Linked DNA regions of Sus scrofa: all the other regions are linked to region 3. Evidence: chromatin contacts called from public Hi-C and HiChIP or PLAC-seq data. All regions are on one chromosome and are shown on one strand. Each heading gives the region's core, a stretch centred on a gene start, on an enhancer-like site or on the middle of the called end of the contact. The rest is flanking DNA. Distances are from core to core; before and after follow the strand shown.

Region 1 (3,070 bases), core at 416-2,915, 67 kb before region 3:
CCCTGGCCACCTCCTGCAGGAAGACATATTCAGAAGGGAGGGAGGATTAGAAAGTGCCTCCCGACAGTGGAGTTGAGGGGAAAGAGTTTAGTTTGGGGACCTCAGATCTTCGAGACTCCCTTGAGGCTCTTGCCCCATGCTTTCTCTTCCTTCTCATCAGTCTAGGTGAGAATCTTTGCAGAAGAGGGTCTGATTTGGCCTTTTACAGGGGGCCCGGAAATGGTCCCGCCTGGGAGAAGACTTTGCCAACAACACCAGCCCAACAGCTGGCTGGCACCCGCTGCACAAGCCTGGTTCGACGTTCTCTTGAACCTGAAGACCCAAGGCTTCGAGGCCGGGGCAAGGTGACCATCTCATCTCTCTCTCTCTCTCTCTCTTTTTTTTTTTTGTCTTTTTTTGCCATTTCTTGGGCCTGATATCATGCTATATGGAGGTTCCCAGACTACACCACCAGCCTACGCCAGAACCACAGCAACGCGGGATCCAAGCCGCGTCTGCGATCTACACCACAGCTCATGGCAACACCAGGTCTTTAACCTACTGAGCGAGGCCAGGGATCGAACTCGCAACCTCATGGTTCTTAGTCGGATTTGTTAACCACTGAGCCACGACAGGAACTCCGTGACTGTCTCATCTTGGTCAGCCCCAGAGCCAACTGGATGGCAGGAACCAGTGGATTCTCCAGTCTGGCCATACTTCGAAGGCCAACAGGTCCCCCTGGCTTAGTGCCATCACCTGGGAGCCCTAGAAGCTGAGGGGGTGTGGCTTCTCAGAGCCACTGAGGGTAAGGGCAGCAGAAAGCTTTTTAGGAGGGTTTGGAAAAGCTGCTTCTCCCTGATCATTCTTCAACCTGAAGCCCTCTTATCCAGGCTGGCTCTGGGGGGTCCACACCTACCAAAGGGCATCGTCTCCTTCCTCCTTGAGGACTGCACATCAGGGACCTTAAAATTGATCACCCATAGGGGTTCCTGTCGTGGCTCAGCAGTGACAAACCTGACTAGTATCCATGAGGACATGGGTTCAATCCCTGGCCTTGCTCAGTGGGTTAAGGATCTGGCATTGCCGTGAGCTATGGCGTAGGTCGCAGATGCGACTTGTGTCGGGCATTGCTGTGGCTGGCACCTGCAACTCCAATTCAGTCCCTAGCCTGGGAACATCCAGAAGTCGCAGGTGCGGCCCTAAAGAGCAAAAAAAAAAAAAAAAAAAAATTATCACTCACAGATAAACGCCGAGATACTAGATAGCACAGGGAACTAGATCCAATATCTTGCAATAGCCTATAATGGGAAAGAATGTGAAAAAGAATATATGTACGTATGACTGAATCACTTTGCTGTACACTTGAAACTAACCGACATGGTACATCCACTATCCTTCAATAAAAAATAAAACAAAATAAAAACATAGCACTTCTGAGCATGAAAGACAGGCCTTGTTAATAACTCCCTGTTCTCCGGAGGCGTAAACTAAGACCGGCTCAGGCCGACAGGGATGTCTGCCGCCCTAATTACAGGGGATGGAGAAGGGCAGGAATGTGACTCGTTAATGAGGCCTATTAATCTCCACCCATGAGGAATGTCCTTTGAGCCCCACACATTCCGAGGGACAATGGACACTTTTCTGTTAGGTCATACCATCCCGGGCGCCACCAAGTCCAAAGGCAACAAAGGACAGAGCACGTCCAGCTGCCAGGGCAGAAATGCCGCTTGACAGAAGGAGGGCCCTGGTCTCAGCCACAGAAGTGCCTGCTTTCCGAAGTCAAGGTTATAATTAGGCAGCACGGAAGCCTCCTTCCCGTAATTGTTCTAATGTGCGTGCAGGCACCCGGGCAGGCGGGTCTAGAAGCTGCCGTCTATATTTAGCTGCCATTAGCATCGCCTCTGCTCAGCATTCCTATCTCACCAGGCAGGGAGCAAGGCTGTGACTGGCAATGTGAAAATCCGGGGGGGGGGTTAGCTTGAGAAAGAAATAACTAGTACCTTCCAGTAACCCTCCCCCGCCCCCACTGTCTTCCGAAAGATGAGGCAGCCCTGGCTCTGCCGCCTTCCTAAGCAGGGTCCCACGAGCTGCTCCACGTGCAGCCACGGGGACGAAAAATAGTCTCGAAGACCCTGAGGCTGCCTTTCCTCAGGATTATGGGTGAACTCCAGGCCTCTGTCCCACCCTGGAACAAACACCTGCCTCTCTCTCTCTCTGTCTCTGTCTCTCTGTCTCTCTCTCTCGGGAGGTGGAAGGATGGTCTGAGATCGCGGCATTAGCTGGAGGAAAAGCTCCTCAGGGAGCTGGTCCCCCCGTGAGAGAGGGGACTGCGTGCTGTCGGGGATGGTGGCTCTCTGGCAGGAGCAGAGGCAGCCTTTCTCTTATCTGCTGCCCAATAAAAAGAGTAAATATGCCATGATGTCCTTTATGCGGAGTGAATGCCAAATACCATCTACCGTGGCAGGTAATGAAGATGCTGTCTTTGGCCATAAGATGAGGGCCCCGTCTGGCTTCTCTGGAAGGTCCTTCCCCTCAGCTTCATGCTGCCTACCCCGTGTGGAGTCCCCTGGTTCCATAAGCCAGCCTGGGCGCACGCCTACGGGCTCCTGTCCCTCCGGGACCAAAGGCTGTGATTATGAGACAGCTCAGAGCCTGTACAGACTCCTTCTGAGCCAGCGTCTCGGAGAAGAGGCTGCAGCTTGGAAAAGCAGGAATAATATCAGGACTCCCGTCTTGGGGATTTTTACACGCTGCCTGCCTTTGTCCTGACCCCATGTTCCTCTTTTTGCACCGAGAACCACTGCAGCTCATTTGTTAGACGGCCCCAAATGTCATGAGTCGGGGATGAAAGGGGGCGGACGTAGGGAGGACGGTGTTTTCCTTGAATCTCTTAGGGTCCTGTCTGGGTCTGGAAATTCAACTGACAAAGATGGGGGGGTCACAGGAGAAAAAGATACAGCCGTACGTGATGTAAATTAGACGTGACACGGGAGGCTTCGTAGGGAAAGGAAGCCTCCCCCAGTCACAGCTAAAGCTGAGTACTTTTGGGGTAGGTTTAAATGGACTAGACAGGAAGGACTCTGATAGGTCA
Region 2 (2,908 bases), core at 245-2,744, 94 kb before region 3:
TAACATACCTTCAGCTGGGTTTCTTTAGCCTGTACCAGCAAGACCCAGAGAATTCCAGATGCTACAGGACATGTCCTGAAGAAGAGCAGAAGTCAGAGGGTGGGCAAGAGAGGTGGGGCCAGGGCAGGAGGCTGGCAGGTGCATTGTGGAGGAGGGGGCTTCTCTTCCTCTGAGACCGTCCTAGGAGCCGCTTGCAGCCCCTGGGCTGGGGCCAGAGGGAGGCTCTGCTTCAAGGACTGCCGAGTGGGCAGCGAGGAAGGCCCCCGCTGAGAGGCAGGAGACAAGGGAGGAAGGCAGCCCCTGTCCTGCTTCTCTCACCACCCTCCCTGCTGGAGAGGAAGCACACCAGACAAGCCGTCAGCTCCAAGCAGGACACCTGGCACTTCCAGTCCCCTGATTAGGATGTAGCCCAGCAGCCCTGGCTGCCAGGGGGAATAGCACTCAGCCCTGAACAAGAACAAAGCACCGACATGCGCACAATGAAAGAACCTGAGGGAAATAAGCCAGGCCCGAGGCCACAGAGGGCAGGATTTCACTCCTACAAAGTGTCCAGAATCAGCAAAGCTCAAGAGACAGAAAAAAAGAGTAGAGGTTCCCAGGGGCGGGAGGAGGGGTGTCCTCCAGGAGTGATGAAAATGTCCCAGAGCTGCACAGGGCCGCTGACCGCGTGCCACTGCACAGGTGCTGAGAAAGCAAAAGGAGCTCTTCTTGTGGCACAATCCGGCCTTGTCCCTGTGGTGGCGTGGATTCAAGCTCCAGCCCAGCCCAGTGCATTAAGGACCCAGCGTTAACACAGGGACTCCTTATGCTGCTGGGCAGGAGGGAGGCAGGAAGGAAGGAAGCAAGAAGGAAAAGGAACCCACCTGCAGCAGCTCGGGTCCAGCACCGTGGGAGAAGGCTCTGGCGTTGCCCCGCCTGTGGTCTACATCACAGCTGCAGCTTGTGTGGATTCAGTCCCTGGCCTGGGAACTTCTTTATGCTTCAGGGGCAGCCATTAAAAAAAAAAAAAAAAACACCCAAAAAACAAAAAAACTGAACTGCACACTTTTAAAAAAATATTTTGGCCGCAGCCACAGCATGAGGAATTCCTGGACCAGGGATCAAACCCTTGCCACAGCAGTGACAACACTGGATCCTTAACTACCAAGCCATCAGGGAACCCCAAACCGCACACTTTAGAACAGTTGAAATAGTGCATGTGCGTGCTCTGGGGTTTCTACAAGTACTGTCTGCTGTCCCCAGGGACCAGTGCCTCTCAGCTTGTTCCCAGCCCTGGTTGCACGGATTTGATCAGCTCCGGATTTCTCCCCCAACAAGCCCCTTTCCGAGTTTTTTGAAATACACCGAAAACTCAAGGAAAAATGTCAGTGACAGACACGCAACATCTGACACAACGTGCTCCTGGGGCTTCACATGACCGGCTAAGCAGACCCGCAGCAGCGCCCTGGCCGGGAGCCTCGGCACGAACATCGTTGCTTCACCGACACTGAGGTACCAACGGGGAAGTGACCCGCCCAAGGTCACGCGGAGGGTGGCGGCGCAGCCTCCGGCTACTCCTGCCGGTGGGGGCAGCTCGGGCTGGGTCATCTGAGCTGATGGCTGCCACTCCTGGAATGGCCCATGCCTCCCTGGGCACCTGCGGGAGGGCCCGCAAGGCTTGCCCCAGTAACCGCACTTCCAGCCCGGCCTCGGCGGGCACGACAGGCCGGGCCTTCCAGGAACTGAGCTGCACGGACAGGGCGGAGCAACAGGCCGTGAGGTCGAGGGTCGCCAGGTACATGGGGCAGGTACCTGGGTCTGGAGCAAGCTGGTCCAAACCCAAGAGGAGCTCTCAGTTCCGCAGAGAAGACACGGCCCCGAGACACCCTGACCACAGCGCAGCGACGGCAAGAGACGCCTGAGGACAGCACTGCGTGCACAACCGACACCGTCACAGCCCACAGCACGGGCTGGACTTCCTTTCCCCCTTTACCAACAGACAAGAAACACTCGCAGACACGGGGCTCGGAGACCTCTCGGCTGGAAGCATGGCCCCATCGGTGCCGGCAGAGCCCCCAGCCTCTGTGACGACGGCCCCTGGCCGTCAGTGTGTGTGCACACTGGGCGGGGGTGGTTTCACGAGCACCCAGGAGCTGGGGGGCGGGAGCCGAGGGACTACGTGATCGGCAGGGCACTGGCAGCCCGGAGGGGGTGGCCTGGGGCAGCCCCAGCACCGAGCCCCGAGGCCAAAAGCTGCTCAGCCCAGCAGGTGGCTGGCAGTGCCCGGTGAAGCGGGGACCAGGCCTGCAGGCCGGAGGGAGGTCAGCAAGGGGTGAGCGGCGCACCTGAGGACCCAGGGACTGCGGTGCTGCCCCCCCCCCCGGGGGGGGACCCGCTGCGATGCAGTGGTCACACCTGGGAAATTCCACCGAGTGAGGCACCCCCTCCCCTGACCAAGCTGCACCCTCCTTCCTAGAGCACCTCCCGCCGTCACGACAGAGGCGACAGTCACCTCCTCCCACCCGCCACCATTTCTTGACCGTTGACGCCCCTCCAGGCCCCAGGGCTCACCCTCGCACAGAGGAGCACGAGGGGCTCTGGAAGTCGCTCTCTGGTCGAGTCTGCACCTCGGGGACAGAGGCAACGTGGTCACTGGTGTGGAACCCGTAAGGTCTACAAACTCTCCTGGGGTCTGAGTCCTTTTATTCACACTCATACAAAGCAGGGTCCTAGGCAGGTCCGCATTTAACAATTAAGTCAGTAAGAAATACACCGAACCGACCAGGGAGGTCCCGCAACAAAACACCACGCTTCCGCGCAGACAAACGGACAGAAAGGAGACCGGCGACTCCGCCCCCCGTGCGAGCACACCGCTTCCGAGAAACTCACCTGCAAAGAAAGGACACGTGATCAGTTTTTACTCTACTTC
Region 3 (2,978 bases), core at 306-2,805:
GAGGTACCGGCATGGAGCTTCCTCAGCCGCTGAGGTCACAGAGCGAGGGAGACAAGGGATGGTCTGCGCCTCTGATGCTGCAGTCCTGTCGGTCCACCGAGCCGATCCAGGCTCTGGGTCCGGCCGCCGATCTGCAGGAAGCACAGAGGGTGGGCTGTGGGTGAGCTGCACTGTGGGAAACGGGTCAAAAGGCCTGGGTTCTTCAACGAATTGTGAGGCAAAGAAAGTGCAGAGTGAGGGTGGGCCTATGAATTAGAGGCCAACCGAAAGCTTTTGGGTTTTTGTTTTGTTTTGTTTTGTTTTTTTGGTCTTTTTAGGGCTGCACCTGCGGGATATAAGTTCCCAGGCTAGGGGTCAAATCAGAGCTACAGCCGTCAGCCTATACCATGGCCACAGCCATGCGGGATCCGAGCTGCATCTGCGACCTACACCACAGCTCGTGGCAATGCTGGATCCTTAACCTATTGAGCGAGGCCAGGGATCGAACCTGCAACCTCACGGTTCCTCGTCGGATTTGTTTCCGCTGAGCCACGACGGGAACTCCCAACCAGAGTTTTAATAGTAGGACCAAACTGTGCACGTAGCCAGCCTCGTGGTTTCTTCAACAGAACAGTTGGTTCTGTTCACTGTCTCGGATCCAGTATGACACGCTTCCGTCCTCGTCTCTTTATTTCACAATAAAAAGCTCTCTCGGACTTCCCGTGTGGCTCGCACACAGCTACTCGCATTGCTGCTACGTGGCTGTGGCTCGACCTCTGGCTCAGGAACTTCCACATGCCACAGGTGTGGCCATGTGTTTTTTTAAAAAAGAGAGAAGAAAGGTTTCTCATTTTGGTTTTGGTTTTGAGTTCGGGCTTCAGGTGGGTTAGTTTGCCTTCAAGGAAATTAACGCTGGTTCTTTAATTGGAAGCTTCCTTCTTTTACCCAAATCACCAGGCGGGGACTGCTGGCACCTGTGGCCCGGGCACCGTGCCCGGGCACATACCCTGCACTGGCTGGCTCTGGATCCTGCCTTTGTTGTGTCCGTGTCCAGGACCACAAAGCAGAGCTAACCGGCTGGCGGCAAGCGACAGCAAGGCTCCTGCAGCCTCCAGGGAAAATCTGAGGCCGGTCCCTTCAAAGCTCTGCCCCCCGCCGTGTGCGGCCCTGAGACCCTTCCTTTCTCGTCCTTGAAGCAGGAGCAACTGGACTCTGTCCCTCTCTGATCTTTGCCTTTGGGTTTGAGAGCTCGGTCCGTCACCAGGACCCAGCTTGACAGTGACAGAGAAATAGCTACGAGCCCTCAGATGCTCACGTGACTGAGCCTCTGCACCAGCCGCCACCGCTGTGTCAGAGACACACGGGGAGCTAAGTCTGGGCTGTGTCTGGGAACCAGAGGGGCAAGTGCCTGGCTGCGGAAAGGAGGGCCCTCCCAGCTCCATCTGCAGAGCCATCCGGAGTCCCTCGGCACTGGCTGGCTGCCAAGTCCTGCTCCTTCCCTTTTGCAAGGCTGGTCTACACCCGGGATCTGAGTCCCCGAGTGAGACCTCACCTCAGCCCCCAGGTGGAGCCCCTTTCCATCCGGCTGAAGAGGGGGAGGGGGTCACGGCTCTAATCCAGGGACTTGCCTCCGCTGGCGCCACCTTGTGGCCATGTTGGAGAAGCGCATCCCCATCACCCAACCGGGCGATGAGCTGCTCCCTGCTCTGCCCCTGGAGTCAGAGCGCCAGGAGGAAACGCCAGCCCTCATGTCTACTGAAATCCGACCTTGGAAGGGATGTGACGGTTAATTTTACGGGTCAATTTGATTGGGCCGTGCAGCCCAGACTTTTGGTCAAAGAAAGGTTCTGGGTATGTCTGGGAGGGTGTTTTTTGGGGGGATTCGATGACATTTGAAGAGGTAGCTGAGTGAGGATTGACCTCCCTGGTATGGGTGGGCTGCATCCAATCAGTTGAAGGCCCAGATAGAACAAAAAGGCCGACATTCTCCCAGGTAAGAGAGGATTTTCCTGCCCAACGGCCTTGATCTGGAAAACTGGCTTTTCTCTCCTTTGGACTGGAACACTGGTTCTCCCCTGGGCTTCCAGCTGTGGACTGCAGGTCTTTGAACTTGTCAGCCTCCAGCACCACGTGAGCCAGTTCCTTATCATAAGCCTCTTTCTGTAAATATACATCCTATTGGTTCTGTTTCTCTGTGGAACCTGGACAAATTTACAGGAAGTTTGCTCTAAAGTCCTGGTGTTGGAAAGTCTTTGACATTTACCAAAAAACTGGTTAATCTGGAATCCTCTCTCCTTGGTGTGTGTGGGAGGGTGTGTGTGTTTGGTGTGTGTGTGTGTGTGTGTGTGTTGGTTTGGGTTTTTTCCAGCAGTAGGCTTATCTTTCTCTCTTTTATGTAAATTGCAGGCTGTTAAAGCTGGGGAAGAAAGCTTAGAGCGACCTGGTTCCGGCTCCCACAGCTGGAGGACGCTGCAGCCCAGGGAGGGCAGGGATGTGGGGGCAGCCAGGTAGCCTCCTGAGCCCAGCTTCTCATCAGCCCACTGTGAACACTGTGCCTGGAGAGCTCTCAGGGTCCCCGCCCCCCGGCCCTGTCTCCCTCTCACTGACCCTAAAATGCAAGGGAACAGGTTATCTCAGCAGGACGGTGCCAAGGCACAAGCAAGTGATTGTCAGAGAGTGTTGTGCCCTTGGAAGTGCTCTGCCGACACGGGGGGTTCGGAAGAGCTTGGCCGAACCAAGGACTCGAGAGCACAGCTGGGGCCTGGGGCTGAAGGGACAACAGTGCCCACTGTCCCCGCCGCACCTGCGGGGGAGGGTCTTCTGAGGAAAGAACCCGTGAGCATCCCACGGAAGACCGGCCACCAAAGGAGAGATCAGAAAGGGCACAACCCAAATGAGAAAGCTTCTCCGAAAGCGCCCCTTGTGCGCCCTCCGTGACGCTACTACAGGGGCCGATGAGACGTCACCAGGCAGGGAGGGACTGGGAGGACAGACGGCTT

Evidence for each region. Hi-C and Micro-C count contacts between places; a contact is called where the count stands out from the background. HiChIP or PLAC-seq counts read pairs in DNA pulled down with a chosen protein or histone mark.
Region 1: an H3K27ac HiChIP or PLAC-seq map of skeletal muscle shows a contact between it and region 3. The contact joins two enhancer-like sites. A contact is called at or near these places in 2 of 5 promoter capture datasets (fetal liver and fetal skeletal muscle), 7 of 47 Hi-C or Micro-C datasets (alveolar macrophages, blood, fibroblasts and 4 more) and 2 of 2 datasets of contacts at active chromatin or transcription factors (alveolar macrophages and skeletal muscle).
Region 2: a contact with region 3 is called in a Hi-C map of alveolar macrophages, with 3 times the contacts expected there. The contact joins two enhancer-like sites. A contact is called at or near these places in 3 of 5 promoter capture datasets (fetal liver, fetal skeletal muscle and liver), 35 of 47 Hi-C or Micro-C datasets (adipose tissue, alveolar macrophages, blood and 16 more) and 2 of 2 datasets of contacts at active chromatin or transcription factors (alveolar macrophages and skeletal muscle).

Annotation. Positions count from the first base shown.
Region 1 is chr12:4,502,041-4,505,110 of Sscrofa11.1, reverse strand. No RefSeq gene overlaps it. Among named protein-coding and RNA genes, the nearest start is that of SEC14L1, 14 kb to the right of the region's middle. Within about 2 kb of position 1,665, at least 25 of the 83 cell types and tissues checked have an H3K27ac peak or open chromatin away from gene starts, as enhancers often do. A contact at or near this core is called in fetal liver, liver, retroperitoneal adipose tissue and 1 more, where this site is marked.
Region 2 is chr12:4,529,052-4,531,959 of Sscrofa11.1, reverse strand. It overlaps LOC100516105 (a long non-coding RNA gene), which reads right to left. Exons shown (of 2, transcript XR_297633.3): 2 at 2,647-2,868. Among named protein-coding and RNA genes, the nearest start is that of SEC14L1, 41 kb to the right of the region's middle. Within about 2 kb of position 1,494, at least 2 of the 83 cell types and tissues checked have an H3K27ac peak or open chromatin away from gene starts, as enhancers often do. A contact at or near this core is called in alveolar macrophages, where this site is marked.
Region 3 is chr12:4,434,893-4,437,870 of Sscrofa11.1, reverse strand. No RefSeq gene overlaps it. Among named protein-coding and RNA genes, the nearest start is that of SEC14L1, 53 kb to the left of the region's middle. Within about 2 kb of position 1,555, at least 37 of the 83 cell types and tissues checked have an H3K27ac peak or open chromatin away from gene starts, as enhancers often do. A contact at or near this core is called in alveolar macrophages, fetal liver, liver and 2 more, where this site is marked.